Linked DNA regions of Sus scrofa: regions 2, 3, 4 and 5 are each linked to region 1. The links are chromatin contacts, called in public Hi-C and promoter capture Hi-C maps. All regions are on one chromosome and are shown on one strand. The core of a region is the stretch at or near the end of the contact, and the rest is flanking DNA. Distances in the headings are between cores, read along the strand shown.

The links. Promoter capture Hi-C pulls out the DNA fragments that hold promoters and counts their contacts. A called contact is a pair of places that touch in the nucleus more often than the background predicts.
Region 2: a Hi-C map of liver shows a contact between it and region 1, with 7 times the contacts expected there. The contact joins the promoter of MYL6 here to the promoter of ATP5B in region 1. A contact is called at or near these places in 1 of 47 Hi-C or Micro-C datasets (liver) and 1 of 2 datasets of contacts at active chromatin or transcription factors (alveolar macrophages).
Region 3: a Hi-C map of liver shows a contact between it and region 1, with 8 times the contacts expected there. The contact joins the promoter of NABP2 here to the promoter of ATP5B in region 1. A contact is called at or near these places in 1 of 5 promoter capture datasets (liver) and 2 of 47 Hi-C or Micro-C datasets (heart right ventricle and liver).
Region 4: a promoter capture Hi-C map of liver shows a contact between it and region 1, with 2.6 times the contacts expected there. The contact joins the promoter of COQ10A here to the promoter of ATP5B in region 1. A contact is called at or near these places in 1 of 5 promoter capture datasets (liver) and 1 of 2 datasets of contacts at active chromatin or transcription factors (alveolar macrophages).
Region 5: a contact with region 1 is called in a promoter capture Hi-C map of fetal liver, with 4 times the contacts expected there. The contact joins the promoter of ESYT1 here to the promoter of ATP5B in region 1. A contact is called at or near these places in 2 of 5 promoter capture datasets (fetal liver and liver), 1 of 47 Hi-C or Micro-C datasets (heart right ventricle) and 1 of 2 datasets of contacts at active chromatin or transcription factors (alveolar macrophages).

The regions. Positions count from the first base shown.
Region 1 is chr5:21,991,039-21,993,738 of Sscrofa11.1, reverse strand. ATP5B (ATP synthase subunit beta, mitochondrial) reads left to right here and starts at 1,346. Exons shown (of 10, transcript XM_001929410.5): 1 at 1,346-1,584; 2 at 2,033-2,215; 3 at 2,454-2,628. The coding sequence starts at 1,356.
Region 2 is chr5:21,557,905-21,560,604 of Sscrofa11.1, reverse strand. MYL6 (myosin, light chain 6, alkali, smooth muscle and non-muscle) reads right to left here and starts at 1,280. Exons shown (of 7, transcript NM_001163997.1): 1 at 1,247-1,280; 2 at 956-983; 3 at 1-93. The coding sequence starts at 1,249. It overlaps MYL6B (myosin light chain 6B), which reads right to left. Exons shown (of 8, transcript XM_003126266.3): 5 at 2,597-2,700; 6 at 2,034-2,111; 7 at 1,847-1,884; 8 at 1,610-1,720. The coding sequence ends at 1,856.
Region 3 is chr5:21,623,231-21,625,930 of Sscrofa11.1, reverse strand. It overlaps NABP2 (SOSS complex subunit B1), which reads right to left and starts at 1,277. Exons shown (of 7, transcript XM_005655605.3): 1 at 979-1,277. It overlaps RNF41 (E3 ubiquitin-protein ligase NRDP1), which reads left to right and starts at 1,342. Exons shown (of 7, transcript XM_003481616.4): 1 at 1,342-1,540.
Region 4 is chr5:21,663,824-21,666,523 of Sscrofa11.1, reverse strand. COQ10A (coenzyme Q-binding protein COQ10 homolog A, mitochondrial) reads right to left here and starts at 1,272. Exons shown (of 5, transcript XM_003126267.4): 1 at 928-1,272; 2 at 230-376. The coding sequence starts at 1,049.
Region 5 is chr5:21,516,595-21,519,294 of Sscrofa11.1, reverse strand. It overlaps ESYT1 (extended synaptotagmin-1), which reads right to left and starts at 1,339. Exons shown (of 32, transcript XM_003126262.4): 1 at 842-1,339. The coding sequence starts at 1,225.

The DNA.
Region 1 (2,700 bases), core at 97-2,596:
CATCTTCACGGTTACTAGTCGGGTTCATTACCGCTGACCCACAGCAGGAACTCTTAAACGAAAGGATCTTAGCACTAAGTCAAAAGGCACTGTTCTGAATGCTTCTTTTATATTTTAATGTACTTAATTTTTGAGACAACGTGAAATTATCCTAATTTTATTTTGTCTTTTGTCTTTTTAGGGCCGAACCTGTGACATATGGAGGTTCCCAGGCTAGGGGTCTAATCAGAGCTGGGTTTGTTTGTTTTAGTTTTTTGTCTTTTTGCCTTTTCTAGGGCTGCTCCTGTGGCATATGGAGGTTCCAAGGCTAGAGGTCTAATCAGAGCTGTAGCCACCGGCCTATGCCAGAGCCACAGCAACGCAGGATCCAAGCTGCATCTGTGACTTACAACACAGCTCACGGCAACGCCAGATCCTTAACCCAATGGGCGAGGCCAGGGATCAAACCCTCAACCTCATGGTTCCTAGTCAGGTTGGTTACCGCTGAGCCGCCACAGGTACTCCTTATTGCATTTTTTGTTCAAATGTTTTTCCTTTTTTTTCTTTTCCTTTTTTTTTTTTTTTTTTGTCTTTTCTTGGGCCGCTCCCGCGGCATATGGAGGTTCTCAGGCTAGGGGTCTAATCGGAGCTGTAGCCGCCAGCCTACGCCAGAGCCACAGCAACGCGGGTTCCAAGCCGCGTCTGCAACCTACACCACAGGTCACTGCAACGCCGGATCCTTAACCCACTGAGTGAGGCCAGGGATCAAACCCTCAACCTCATGGTTCCTAGTCGGATTCATTTCCGCTGCGCCACGACGGGAAGTTCCTCCAAATGTTTTTCTTTAAAAGTGAAATCCTAAGTCTTATCTTTGCCTTCTGAATGTCTAGCATATATTTTTTATACGACTGGTTACATTAATTTCATTGTAGCCTTAATTCTGTCCAGATTCCTCAACTGCTGAGTTGTCTGAAAGCTTCCAATGTCACTACTGCAAATAAAAACTGTGTTTGACTCCTGCGTTAGCCAAGGTCATTGTTTGTGGTGCTTTACGACGCTACCACTTCCCTAACCTTGCGGGAGGCTGTCACCTAGCTCAAGGTCCTATCTAAGGAGAGAGCCCAAGGACAGCCAAAGACAGCCCACGTGCTTCCTCACAGGAACTCGGCCCCTTCCCCAAACGCAGTTCCGCCAAGTAATCTTTCCAACTGACATACCTGTTGTCCAATTGCATTTGGAGGCTCTGAGGGTTGCACTCAACCGGACACTGTCCAATAAAAAAAAGGAATTCAGATTAGCACCAATTTTGGCCAATGATTGAGATGAAGAGAGATTATTAGCCTATAGGAGCGATGCTGAGAGTGATAAGCAGCAAGATGATCCAACGGACGTGCCTACTGCAGAGTAGGCCCCGCCCCCAACTGCGGGGAGTTGGCGGCCAGACTGCTGCAGCGCTCAGTCTCTACCCGGGCTCCGCCATGTTGGGCTTTGTGGGTCGTGTGGCCTCTGCCTCGGCCTCTGGGGCCTTGCGGGGACTCAGCCCTTCAGCGCCGCTACCCCAAGCCCAGCTCTTACTGCGGGCCGCTCCGGCAGCGCTCCAGCCTGGTAAGTGCCTTGCATTCGGAGCTGGTTTCGTTTCTGTCGCCTCATGACCTTGAGCTGGGGGTGGGGGGGAGATAGACTCTCGGGCCTAAGGGTCTGTGGTGCAAGAAAACGCCCGATCCCCTGCCTTGTCCTCTAAACTGCAGGAGAACAAAAATGATATAGTTCAGTCACATTTTGGAAGAGGGGCGTTGTGTGAACGAAAAGTGCAGGCAGGTGCATTGACCTTCCGGTGCAGTGCGGACACCGACCTCTCAAATAATGAGATTTTGTGCATGAGAATGGCAAGATGGTGCAGGCACTTTCTCTGTTCTAGCGGGGCCCTCCCTTTAGACCCGCCTTCCGTGTAAACGGAAGGAGGCCGGGCCTGGGCTCAATTCACCAGTCCTTCTGACCTTTAACTGTCCTGACCCTATCATCTTCCAATATCTTTTTTTTTTTTTTCTGTTAGCCAGAGACTATGCCACTCAACCATCTCCATCGCCAAAGGCAGGCGCCGCCACTGGGCGAATCGTGGCAGTCATTGGTGCAGTGGTGGATGTCCAGTTTGATGAAGGACTGCCACCCATCCTAAATGCCCTGGAAGTGCAAGGCAGGGAGACCAGGCTGGTTTTGGAGGTGGCCCAGCATTTGGGTAAGTACAACATGTTAAGAATAATGAAGGTCTTCGATGCAATTATCCCAAAAAACCAGGCTGTCTTCCTTCTGTGATGATTTTATCAAGATGACTTTCGTTCTTCTGAGTTTCCTGAAGCCACATTTAGATACTGAGAAGGAGTCTTGGTTGACTTAGGTGTTTGATGCCAGCTGTTTTTCATTAAATATGAAGTCAATTTGTCTTTATGTATAATCTTGCAATGTCTGTCTGACAGGTGAGAGTACTGTAAGGACCATTGCCATGGATGGTACAGAAGGCCTGGTTAGAGGCCAGAAAGTCCTAGATTCTGGTGCACCAATCAAAATTCCTGTTGGGCCTGAGACCTTGGGCAGAATCATGAATGTCATTGGAGAACCTATTGATGAGAGAGGTCCCATCAAAACCAAACAGTAAGTATCCCTCTTGTTCCATCTGCACACAAAGAAACTGCTTTTCCTAGCAGTTCTGTACATCAAGTGACA
Region 2 (2,700 bases), core at 31-2,530, 430 kb after region 1:
TCTGGCCCAGGGCCCTCATCACGTCCCCACACTGGCTGTACAGGATCTTGCCATCCCCTGTTCGGTCAAACAGCTGGAAGGCCTCCTTGAACTCTGAGGATTCGGATAAACATCAGCACCTGGCAGGCACAGATGAACCCAAACCCTCCCTCACAGTCCCCGTTGCCCATTCAACTTTAATCACGCTGAGGAAACCAGATATTTATACCACTGTACACCCAAGCCCTCTAAGAGGGATCTAGTGTCCCTTCTTCCCAACTCAGGTGTCCCACATAAAGACAGCTCTCCTCAAGCCCTGGCAGAGTGGTAACTGCCATTTCCATACCCCCTCTGCCTACAGCAAGCCTGCCCAGCCTCCTCACTACAGTACTCAGGGCAGGAATTTGCCACCGCCCAGTCTGGGCCTTGTCCTTATAAGGAAGTGGGAGCAGCAGCCTGGGACTGGGGTCATCCCAGCCTGCCACTCTCACCCCTTCAGTACAGAAAGAAATCTTTCAGAGAGTATAGCTGCAAAGAAGCGTCCTCAACAAACTCCCCTGTACCAGCAAAACAACAGGTCACTGCTTCTTACAACCTTCACAATTCCAAGCTGGGGGAGGGGGAAAGTTAGCACAGGAGGAGAGAAGAGGCAGAAGGAGGTGATTAAGGAACAGAGGAGCACAAGCAGCTTAATACATCACTCCCGAGCCCCACACACGGCAGACATTGGTGGCCAAGCTGTTTCACATGCTCACACCACCTACAGAACTCACCCGGTGCTTGGGGCTCAGATCTAGAGTAGAAAGGGAGGGAGGAAGAAAGATTGAGAAAAGAAAATGGAGGCCCAGAAGGAGGGAGAAGGGAATCCACGAGGTACTCCCTTGTGGGTGCTGAAGAAATGACAGGTAGGGGGTAGGTGCTAGAAGGAATGTCCCTCTCCCTAAGCATGACCTCAGCGGGGTCAGAGATTACCTACCTGCGGTCTGGTCCTCGGTGAAGTCACACTGCTCGGAGAAGAGGGGAGCGATCAGCATCTTAACTCCAATCCCCCAAGCTTCCAGCCCCGTCCCAAGAACTCTGAACCACGAACTCCTGTTCCATCCTGGGCACTCTCGCTTCCCAGCAGGGCAGGCTCTCAACATCTCCAACCCCACCTCCAACCCTCAAGTCCCTTTGCCCCCTACCTTCTGCCTTCTCTTCGCCCCCTACCCCCGGCTTCCCGCCTCTCGCCCCCAATCCCGCTCATCCTCCCAGCCCCGGGCCCCACCATCTTGACTGCTTGGCTCTGCGGGACCTTTTCCTGCAGTAATGGCTCCGGTTCTCGGCCCAACCCTAGTCTTAGTACGTCCCAATGACGTCACCCTCCGTTGACCCAGCCAATAGGGATCCTGGCCCGGTCTTATGCAGATGCTGCTGCTACATTAGTAAGGAGGTGGGCGGGGCCCGCTGCGGCTCATTTTTCAGAATAGTCCTACCCGGGGCACAGAAACCGCAGAGGAGGGTGGGGTGGGGCGCAAGGAATCTCCTCCTGCGAGCCGCAGGAAAATCGGGGGATGTCGGATTTGGGAGAGGAGATCCCTCCCTTTCCTTCCTTCCCTCCCCCACCTCTGAAGAAAGCAAGAGTCGGAGGTTTAGGGGAGGAACCGTCACTTTATTTTGAAACAATAGGTGGCCTCCTAGCGGCAGGAACTTGCTTTCGCCCGCGAGGGGTAGGGGGACTCCTTGTCGAGCCCCACTGCACCTGTGGAAAAAGATGAACGTTGCCAAATCCTGGAGCTCAAGCGCGCAGCAGGACGTGGAAACGTATGTCTCTGGTAGAGGGAAGGGAAGCAGGCTGGCCTCACAAGGCGAAGTGGGAGGGCCCTACCTGTAGAGCTCAGACGCTCAGGATGTGCTTCAGGAAGGCTGCAGAGAGAGGAGGCAAGAGGGGCTTCAGAAGATGGTCTTGATAATCCATCTGACTTTAGATAATTTGGGCCACAGGACGCGCCCCCACATACGAGGAGCCTCATGCTTCCCCTCTTCCCCTGTCTCTTCAGCTCCTAGCCGCTCACCTTCATAGTTGATGCAGCCGTTGCTGTCCTCATGTCCTGCCAGAACTGTCTCCACCTCCTCTTCAGTCATCCTCTCTCCTAAACCCCAGACACAGCGTTTTAGCCCCTGCCTTCCCTCCCTCATCAACCCAGGCCTCATTCTTCTGGGTGGTACCTCTTCTCCCACCCTGGAGACTTGCCCATAGCAACAGTCCCCCAAGAGAATCCTGTCCTTGTAATGCGCATGCCTTGAATGCCTCCCAGCATCTTGCTTTCCATTTCACCTCAGTTACACCTGGTGAAAGCTCCACAGACAAGGAAACTGAATTTCAGAGGATTAAGAGACACATACCATATCACAGAGGCCAACCATCTCTTCCAAAATAGAAGCTCAGATCTCCCATCTCATCCCCTTTCCTCTGCCCTTTGGGAGGCATCTGTACCCCAGAAGCAGGCTCTGACCTTCTCGGTCTTCTGCCCATGACCTCCAGGACAGTAATCCCTCCCTGGCTCTGCCTGCTTGGCTAACCTTCTTCTTGGTTCACCCCCTCCTCTCCACCCCACAGTTCTGGTCCCTGCCTCACCCAGGGTAGTGAGGACATGTCTGAGCTCTGCTCCCATGACTTTGCCGTTCCCCTCTTTGTCAAACACGCGAAGCCCCTCCAGGTAGTCCTGGTATGTGCCTTGC
Region 3 (2,700 bases), core at 28-2,527, 370 kb after region 1:
TTCTCCAATTTCTCTAACCTGCATCTTTATTTCTGATTTAGATTCCTCATCTTTCATGCATTATCCAGCTTGGTCAAGGTCTCTGGAGAAAGTCGCACTCACACGGGAGACAATAGACACACACCCACATCCTTTGGAAGTAATGGAATTGGGGCACAGAGAACAACATTTGCATTAGTCCCTCACAGTTTGATCAGTTTTTTTTTTTTTTTTTTTTTTTTTTTTTTTTTTTTTTTTTTTTTTTTTTTTTTTTTTTTTCGGCATATTCCAGGAATGGCTGAGCCACCAGAGCAGCACGCAATCGAGGCGTTGCACCACCTCACCAGTTTGCAAAGGAATCAGTTTCTAATGGACACAGTTTCTAATGCACTTATCTCACTAGATCTCAGGGTCCCCCCTGAGGGCTGAAGAAGCCCTAATCTGTAGTTTCCTTTGAGACTTGTTTCATAATCAACAAAAGGTAGCTAGCTCTGTAAAGTGTATAAACCAATCACATATAAACAATGTACATACATGTGTATTACTATTTGCTTAGAGAATATCCATAATAAATACTGCTTAATATCAGATTAGCCTAAGAGGCTATATGATTGTAATGCTTTGGTTTGCTTAATCAATCCCTTACCTTCTCCTAGAGGGCTTTAGACTCCACCTTGACTTTCCTTGGAGCTCAGGTTCTCTCCCTCCCACACCCCCAGCCACGGTGTTGTACCCTAAGGAAATCAAACCACAACCCCAGAAGAGGAGCATTTTATCTCCCTCTCTCCCCTTAGGTGTTTCAAGGAACTGTACGAGCGTTCGGAAGGTCGACGTAAATACCGCAGGAGTGTAGCTAGGAGAGGCAGGCAACCCGCTGAGCACCCTAGATCAAAGTTTTCCGATCAGACACTCCCTCATTCCCCACCCCGTGGTCGCCTTGTTGACTACAGTATCCATTCCCATGACTATGAGTCATAAGATCGGCTCCGGGATGCTGACCACAGCTCTGGAAACGGGAGAGGGGCCGGGCAGACGGCAGGTCACACTGCAGGCCGGCCTCCTAGCGACGATCTCGCACCAAGCCGCATCAGCTTTAGGGCACGGAACCGGTGCACCCTTCGAAATAGAAGTCTCGCGCTCCGGGAGAGTCGGCCTCCAGCTCGGCCCCCGACTTTCAAGCACGGAAGAACATAGAGTCCTTCCTCCCAAATGGCTATACAGTTCTCGCTGGGACCATAAAGACTTCCGGTGTGGAACGGAGGCCTGGCTAGCCCTCACTCTCCTCGTTGGCCGCTCGTGGTTTCTAGCCCAAGGCTGAGTTAAACAAAGGGGCGGGGCTTGGTGACGAGTTTCCGCCAGGTTGCGTAGCAGCGGTGGGCGGGGCCAAGGCTCAGTCTCACAAGGCGACGAGTGGTCGGAACCTTATCCCCTCTCCTTCTCCTTCCCCTTCCCCTTCCCCTCCCAGGATAGGCTGGCACCCGGCACCAGGGTTATCCCGTGGCTGCTGCGGCCTCAACTCCAACGGGTCGGGGCACGGAGAGTCCAGACCGCTTCCAGGGCGGTGCGTACGGCGCCTGCGCAGGCTCCCACCTAAAGGAGGGCGTGGGAGGGGAGGGGGCGATGTCCCAGGGGGATTGGGACCGGGGTTCGAGATTTTGGAGGTCAGGCGAAGGGACGGGAGTAAAGATGAAAAATGGAGGAAGGGAGGAGTCCAGAGGTGGTAAAGGAGCGCTGGAGGGTGCCTTGTTGGGGAGGCCCATTGGAGTGTGGGAGCCTTAAGAAGTACGAGAGGGGGCCTAGGCCGGCTGGAGGACCGGGGGGGGGGGCCGGGATTTGGGTGCACAACGTGGTATTTAAATGGACAGTGATTGACGGGCCGGAAGGGTAAGCAGGGAACCATCTGGGGGACAGCCTGCGCAGGGGCGGTGGAACCTGAACCCCCGCCCTCGAAGCGCCATAGCTTGGCTCCTCTCCCATGCCTTGTCTTTGGCAGCCTTGTCTTCCTCCTCCATTCCTTTCCCCTCTCTCCCTCCCACCCCTCCATGAAGGAATCTCACATTCCTTACATCCGTGACTTGAGTTTGCAGCCAGTCCCTCTTCGCGGGCTTCACACACCAGAAAGCCTTCTCCAAGCCAAAGCGTAAGAGAAATTGAGGAGTGAGGAGGAGGGGGCTGGAGAAGGAGCAGAAAGCTGAGAGGGGTGAGGGTGTTTGGCATTGGGACAGACAGACATCTTCCCCATTCAGAAAGTAACTTCATTCCACCTGGTAGCAAATGTGGCTGTTAATGAGACCACTGAGCCACTGTCCTTAGGGACCGGGCTGTGATAGTGATAGTCTAATCCCTTTCTATACAGGTGGTTTTAGTCTGACAATAGAACAAGAAGCTGATAGTGTTGCAGGCTGATAGTTTTCCCCTAGTTAGGAATGGGGTAAGACTCATGGAGGGAATCTGAGTGTTGCAGTAATATTACTGCCCTGTGTGTCCAGCCGACTTTGCGGCTGTGGCGGGTTCCCAGTATTGGGGAAGAAAGTTTCTTTCAGGCATTTCCTCCTGGGCCTCATGGGCCGTCTGAATTTACTTGGCATTCTATTACTGCAGATATCTTACCTGAGAATAAGTGGTATTCAGTTTCCTTTCACATTTATTATGTCATTTGACAATATGTAAGGTAGGTAAGGCAGATATCATTTTCCCTATTTGAGAAGTGAAGAAATTGCA
Region 4 (2,700 bases), core at 23-2,522, 330 kb after region 1:
GTCATGTTGTCCAACTCTAGTCACATTTCACTTAATGCACAGCAACAAAGAAGGGGGAAATTAAGGCCGACAGAGGAGGATAAAGGATCGGTAATATAGCTGGGGAGAATGGGATGGCCAGGGATGAATCCTGCCCCCTATCGCCATCCTTATGTTCTAGCCAGGACATAGTTTTTTGTTTAGAGGGAAAGGGAATGTGCAGAGAAGCTAAACAGGAGAGGATGCTCACCCCATGATCCTACGCTCGGAGTAAGCCTTTCGCTTGTTGGTGAAGGGGGCAGCAAAGCCCATAAAGGAACGTCTGGGAGATAAGTCAGCCTCAGCCGCCAAGACCTGGACAGCCCGGGGCAAGAAGAGGCTGCAGGACATCAGAAATCTAAGGCCAAAAGGAAAGGAGAGAGAAACGTCACGAATCTTTCCTTGTGTTCCTCAACCAGGTGAAAGTGAAGAGGGGCATATCCCCGAGGAAGGTCGTCCAGACAAGCTTTCCCCCTAGCACCTGCTGCAGCCCGCCAAGCTCCCCAGCCAGGCAGTCACGAGTGCGAAAAGGTCGAGGGCGGCTGAGGACAGTGCCCAGAGAGGAGATGGGAAAAAGCGGGGTGCGTGCGAAGCTCCAGTTGCCTTAGACTGGAGGGTACGCTGTTGCTGAATGCGAGGGCTCTAAAGAAACATCATAGTCCGCTGAGCCTCGCCAACCGCATTGGTGCAGGATGCCCATGAGGGGCAAGAAGTGGTTCGGTACCCACCCTGGGGACTCCGCCTCGCGAAAAACTCGCAAAAGAGTCCCCAAAGCTCTGCATTAGATGCCACGGTGCCGCTGCCGTCCACGCTGCGCTTGCAGCCAGACTCGCAACCCTCCATCACGGAACTTCGGGGTACTGGAAGACCCTCTTTGCTCGCGCGCTGCCTCCCGCACCACCGTCTCACCTCATTGGTCCTGGCGGTCGCAGAGGGCCCGGGGGCGGGGCCGGGCGCACAGAGAAGCCACCGCAACCCCGGGCAGCGGCGCGCGTACCCGCCGGGAGCCGCCGCGCGCCCGCCGAGGCCATGCGCGCGACCCTCCCTTGCCCTTTTGGCTCTGATACCCGCTGCGCCTTCCTCACTCCAGAGGAAGAGCGGAGGGAAGCGATCGCTGGGCGAGTTCAGGGCCCCCGAGGGCCGGGCCGGCGGCTCCTCCCGCCCGGGCGACTGGGTAGCCTAGAACTGAAGCCGCGACCGCTGCTCCCGCGGCTCTCAGTACCCCCACGTCACGCTGTTGCCATGGCTCAGGACCCGGAGAGGGGGGAAGGAAGGGGACCACGCGGCCTGTCGGGAGATGTAGTTTCGCACCTCTGGCGAGAAAAGGGAGCTGGAGTTAGTGTTTGAAAGGATGCAGAACGAGGTCGCCAGGGAAACTAATTTAGCGAGTCCGTAGTCACAGACTTGATACATAAGCACAGAGGCGACTTCATGGGCCTGTCGACTGCAGAAGCCCGTGGGTCTTCTGAATGTTTTTCTTAGAACCTTTACCATATTTTGCCTTGTTTATAGTTAGAAGTTCCTTTGATCTTTGTAGCCTCCATAGTGCCTAGTATCTTTGAGAAAGAAAATTAAATTAACCTTCCAAGCTCTGGGATAAGAGTTTGCGTAGTTTTCTCTTTTGATATTTATAGAGGGAGTTCTCTTGTATCTCAGTGGGTTAAGGATTCAGCATTGTCACTGCAGCTCAGGTGGCAGGGTTCGATCTCTGGCCGGAGAACTGTAGGTACAGCCAAAAAAAAAAAAAAAAAGAAAAGAAAAAGAAAGAAAAAGATGTTTATGCTATTGCAGTGCAATTCAAGCCTCTCTGCTTTAGTCTTTAGAGCATAAATCTTTTTTTTGTGTGTGTGTGTGTCTTTTTGCCATTTCTTGGGCCGCTCCTGCGGCATATGGAGGTTCCCAGGCTAGGGGTCCAATCGGAGCTGTGGCCGCCAGCCTAAGCCAGAGCCACAGCAGGGCAGGATCCCAGCCGCGTCTGCGACCTACGCCACAGCTCACGGCAACACCGGATCGTTAACCCACTGAGCAAGGGCAGGGATTGAACCCGCAACCTCATGGTTCCTAGTCGGATTCATCAACCACTGCGCCACAATGGGAACTCCAGAGCATAAATCTTTAGCCATGCCCTCCACATTCAGGAAATCTTTAGCTGAGTAGTGTTGTGAGGGTGAGGGGATACAGCTAGCATCCATGAGGATGAGGATTTGATCCCTGGCCTTGCTAAGTGGGTTAAGGATCCAGCGTTGCCATGAGCTGTGGTTGTAGGTCCAAGAGATGGCTTGGATCCTGTGTTGCTGTGGCTGTGGCTGGCAGCTGCAGCTCTGACTCGACCCCTAGCCTGTGAACTCCCATATGCTGCAGATGCCCCCTCCCCCCAGAAAAGGAGTTCTCTTGTGGCTCAAGAGGTTAAGGATACAGCCATTGTCACTACAACAGCTTGGGTCTCTGCTAAGGCACGTGTTCCACCTGCTGGCATAAGAACACCTGCTGGGGGTAACTGCCAAAAGAAAAACAAAGACTGTTACTTTGGGGTCTAATTGTTGTATGGAACAGAGATATCTTGTCCAGAAACAGGGGACTGGGGACAGATATAAACTCTCCATCTCTCCCCTTGGAGATTGGCATTCATTTTGGGATTTCTACCAGATATGGATTGATTTTATTTTATTTTTATTTTTATTT
Region 5 (2,700 bases), core at 90-2,589, 470 kb after region 1:
CACTTCTGCTGGGAGGAGCAGGAAGGGAGGGCCGGGGAGGGGCCAGGTAACGGCTCGGCCTCTGCAAGGCCTGAGCCATCTGAGTTCCTCACCACGAGATAGGGGGTTGTAGGAATAGGGTCCTGGCCCCAACCAAACAAGCCAAGCGCAGCCCAGTCCGGAAAAGGGTGGGGCCGGGGCGGTGGAGTGTGGGTAGCGGGCACTGCAGCAGTCGCATTACCCTCCCCCCCAGCACCCCGCCCTTTGTCCAGCAGCCGCCTCCGCTGCGCTGCGGCCAGGCCGCCTAAGGCTGGAAGACGAGGGCCTTAGGGTGCGTCCAGGTGCGGGGGGCCTCGACGGGGCAATGCTCCCGGGATACCCGAGGACAAGAGCGGGAAAGGGAGAACAACCTTATCGGCTTAAATAGGTTAAAAGAAAAAAAAAAAAATCTTGGGGAAGACAGGAAAGATGAGGGCACCCTCTGAGCGGGACTGGGGATGCCCAAGAGTGAGTGGCACCAGAAACGAGGAGGGGCCTTTGAGCGGCTTGGTTGAGGGAAGAGCCACGGCTGAGACGGGCTCCCCAGATGTTATTACTGCTCTTGCCCAAGCGTAGAGGAAGAAGTCTTGATTCCATGAAAGAATCGGGATCCGGGCGTGCGGAAAGGGGGAGGGGGGATAATGAACAGTAGGTCCCAAGAGTGGCGCGTCCCAGAAGGCAGGCGGTTAGCGGGCCACAGGGGAAAGTCTGGGGCCCATCAACCCAAGGTGGGAAGCTGACTTTAGGGATAGGCAGGAAGAGCCCTAGGACTGAGGGGCCAAAGGGGGTTATGCTGCACCGAGGACTGAGGGTGGTCGCTCACCCAGGCAGGTAGCTCTCGCTGGCTCATGTAAAGAGTTTTCGCCGTGAGCCGCTCCTCATCCTCCAGGAGCTGCTGCGCTACTCGAAGGCTCCGTTCTTTCTCCTCGCGGACCCGGCGCCAGCCCAGGTAGAGGGCGAGGCCGAAGAGCACGAAACCCACGCTGAGTCCCATGGCCCCGGCTAGGTACACCGGCACCAGCACCAGCAACCGCCGCCCGAAGGAAGTCAGCACAGCCAGGGCCTCACCCGCCGCGCCTGGTCCAGCAGGTTGGTTCCCAGAACTCTGGTCCGGCTTTGTGGGAGCAACGGGGGGCTGGTCAGGGGGGTCGGAGGGAGCGTAGGGTTGGTCCACGGGACTGGAGCGGTCTCCAGGAGAGCGCTCCATGGTGCCGCCTCTGGGAGGACACGCCCGGCCCAGAGACCGACTAGAGGTTGCCTAGCCTTGCGACCAGCTCCCCTCTTACGAACCAAAAACCCCAGAATGGGGGAGGGGACTTAAAGCCACGCCCCCTCATCCTGATGGTTCGGGTTGGTCCGCGCCGCATAGACCAAGGTGGAGTCAAACGCTCGAAGCCCCGCCCCCTTCCGCGGGTAAGGGAAAGGGCTCGGGAGAGGCAGGACCTTGCTGATTGGACCAGAGTGCCAAGATGAGCGGTGTGGGATGGCGGGAAAAGAAGGAAAAAGGCTAAAGAGCAGCATATGATTAGCTAGAAAGAGAAGGAGGCGCGGCGTACCATTTAAAGGAGAGAGGCGGGACCGGGAGCTCCCCCACGTGGGATTGGAGTGCCTGTGGTATGACGTCATGCAGAGCCGCACCGCCAATTACTTCGTATTGGAGGCAGCTGGAGTCGCGAAGTTGAGGGGTTGTGGAGGGTCGGGATTCCCTTACACACCATTCGGACAATTTGGGCAGGATTTGGCCTGGAAATCCTACATGTTCATTTGTCAGCTTTCCCTAGTTTTCATACTTTAAGCACATTCCTTATCCTTCCCTTTTTTTTTTTTTCTCGCTGTCCTTACAAAAGGAAAGGAAATTACCCTATTTGGAATGAAAGTGTTGATGACTGACCCTGTCTATCCTGTTCCCAGTCCTCTACCTGGTCTATGGGTTGCAGCGACAGACTGGAGAAAACGAGAATCGGAGAATTAAGGGTTGAGATAATCCAGCCTTCAGGCAACAGAAGGGAAAAAAAAAAAAGGGAGTGAATAGGAAGTGAAGATTTATTTTCCTTTAGAAATCTCTTCAGTTCATTCTATCTCCAAGAGTTAATCATCTCTGTTTTAAAGATTAAAATTAAATTGGCTGGTGGGGGGCGAGGGGGCTCAGCTGCAGCAGAAACGATTACATTTTCCAAGAATTTCCTGACCCTTGACAACGGCTAGGACACTGAAGTGGGAAATCCGGAGTTCCAGTCGTGGCTCAGTGGTTAACAAACTCGACTAGTAACCATGAGGTTGCCTATCCGATCCCTGGTCTTGCTCAGTGGGTTAAGGATCCCGCATTGCCGTGAGCTGTGCTGTAGTTCTCAGACGTGACTCAGATCCCTCCTGGCTGTGGTGCAGGCTGGCAGCTACAGCTCCAACTTGACTCCTAGCCTGGGAACCGCCATATGTCACAGGTGCAGCCCTAAAAAGACAAAAAAAAAAAAAAAAAAACCAAAAAACCCCAAAAAACAAACAAAAAAAACACAACCAATAAAATGGGAATCAAGGGTAAAGAGACAATCCTGTTTCTCATTTGCCTGAGTTATAAGGAAGGTTTAGAATACAGTCAGATGTAGAACTAAATTCTACATTGCACTGCAGGTTTAGGAAGGACAAAATGCAGGGTACATTAATGAGGACTAGTGACAATGGTTA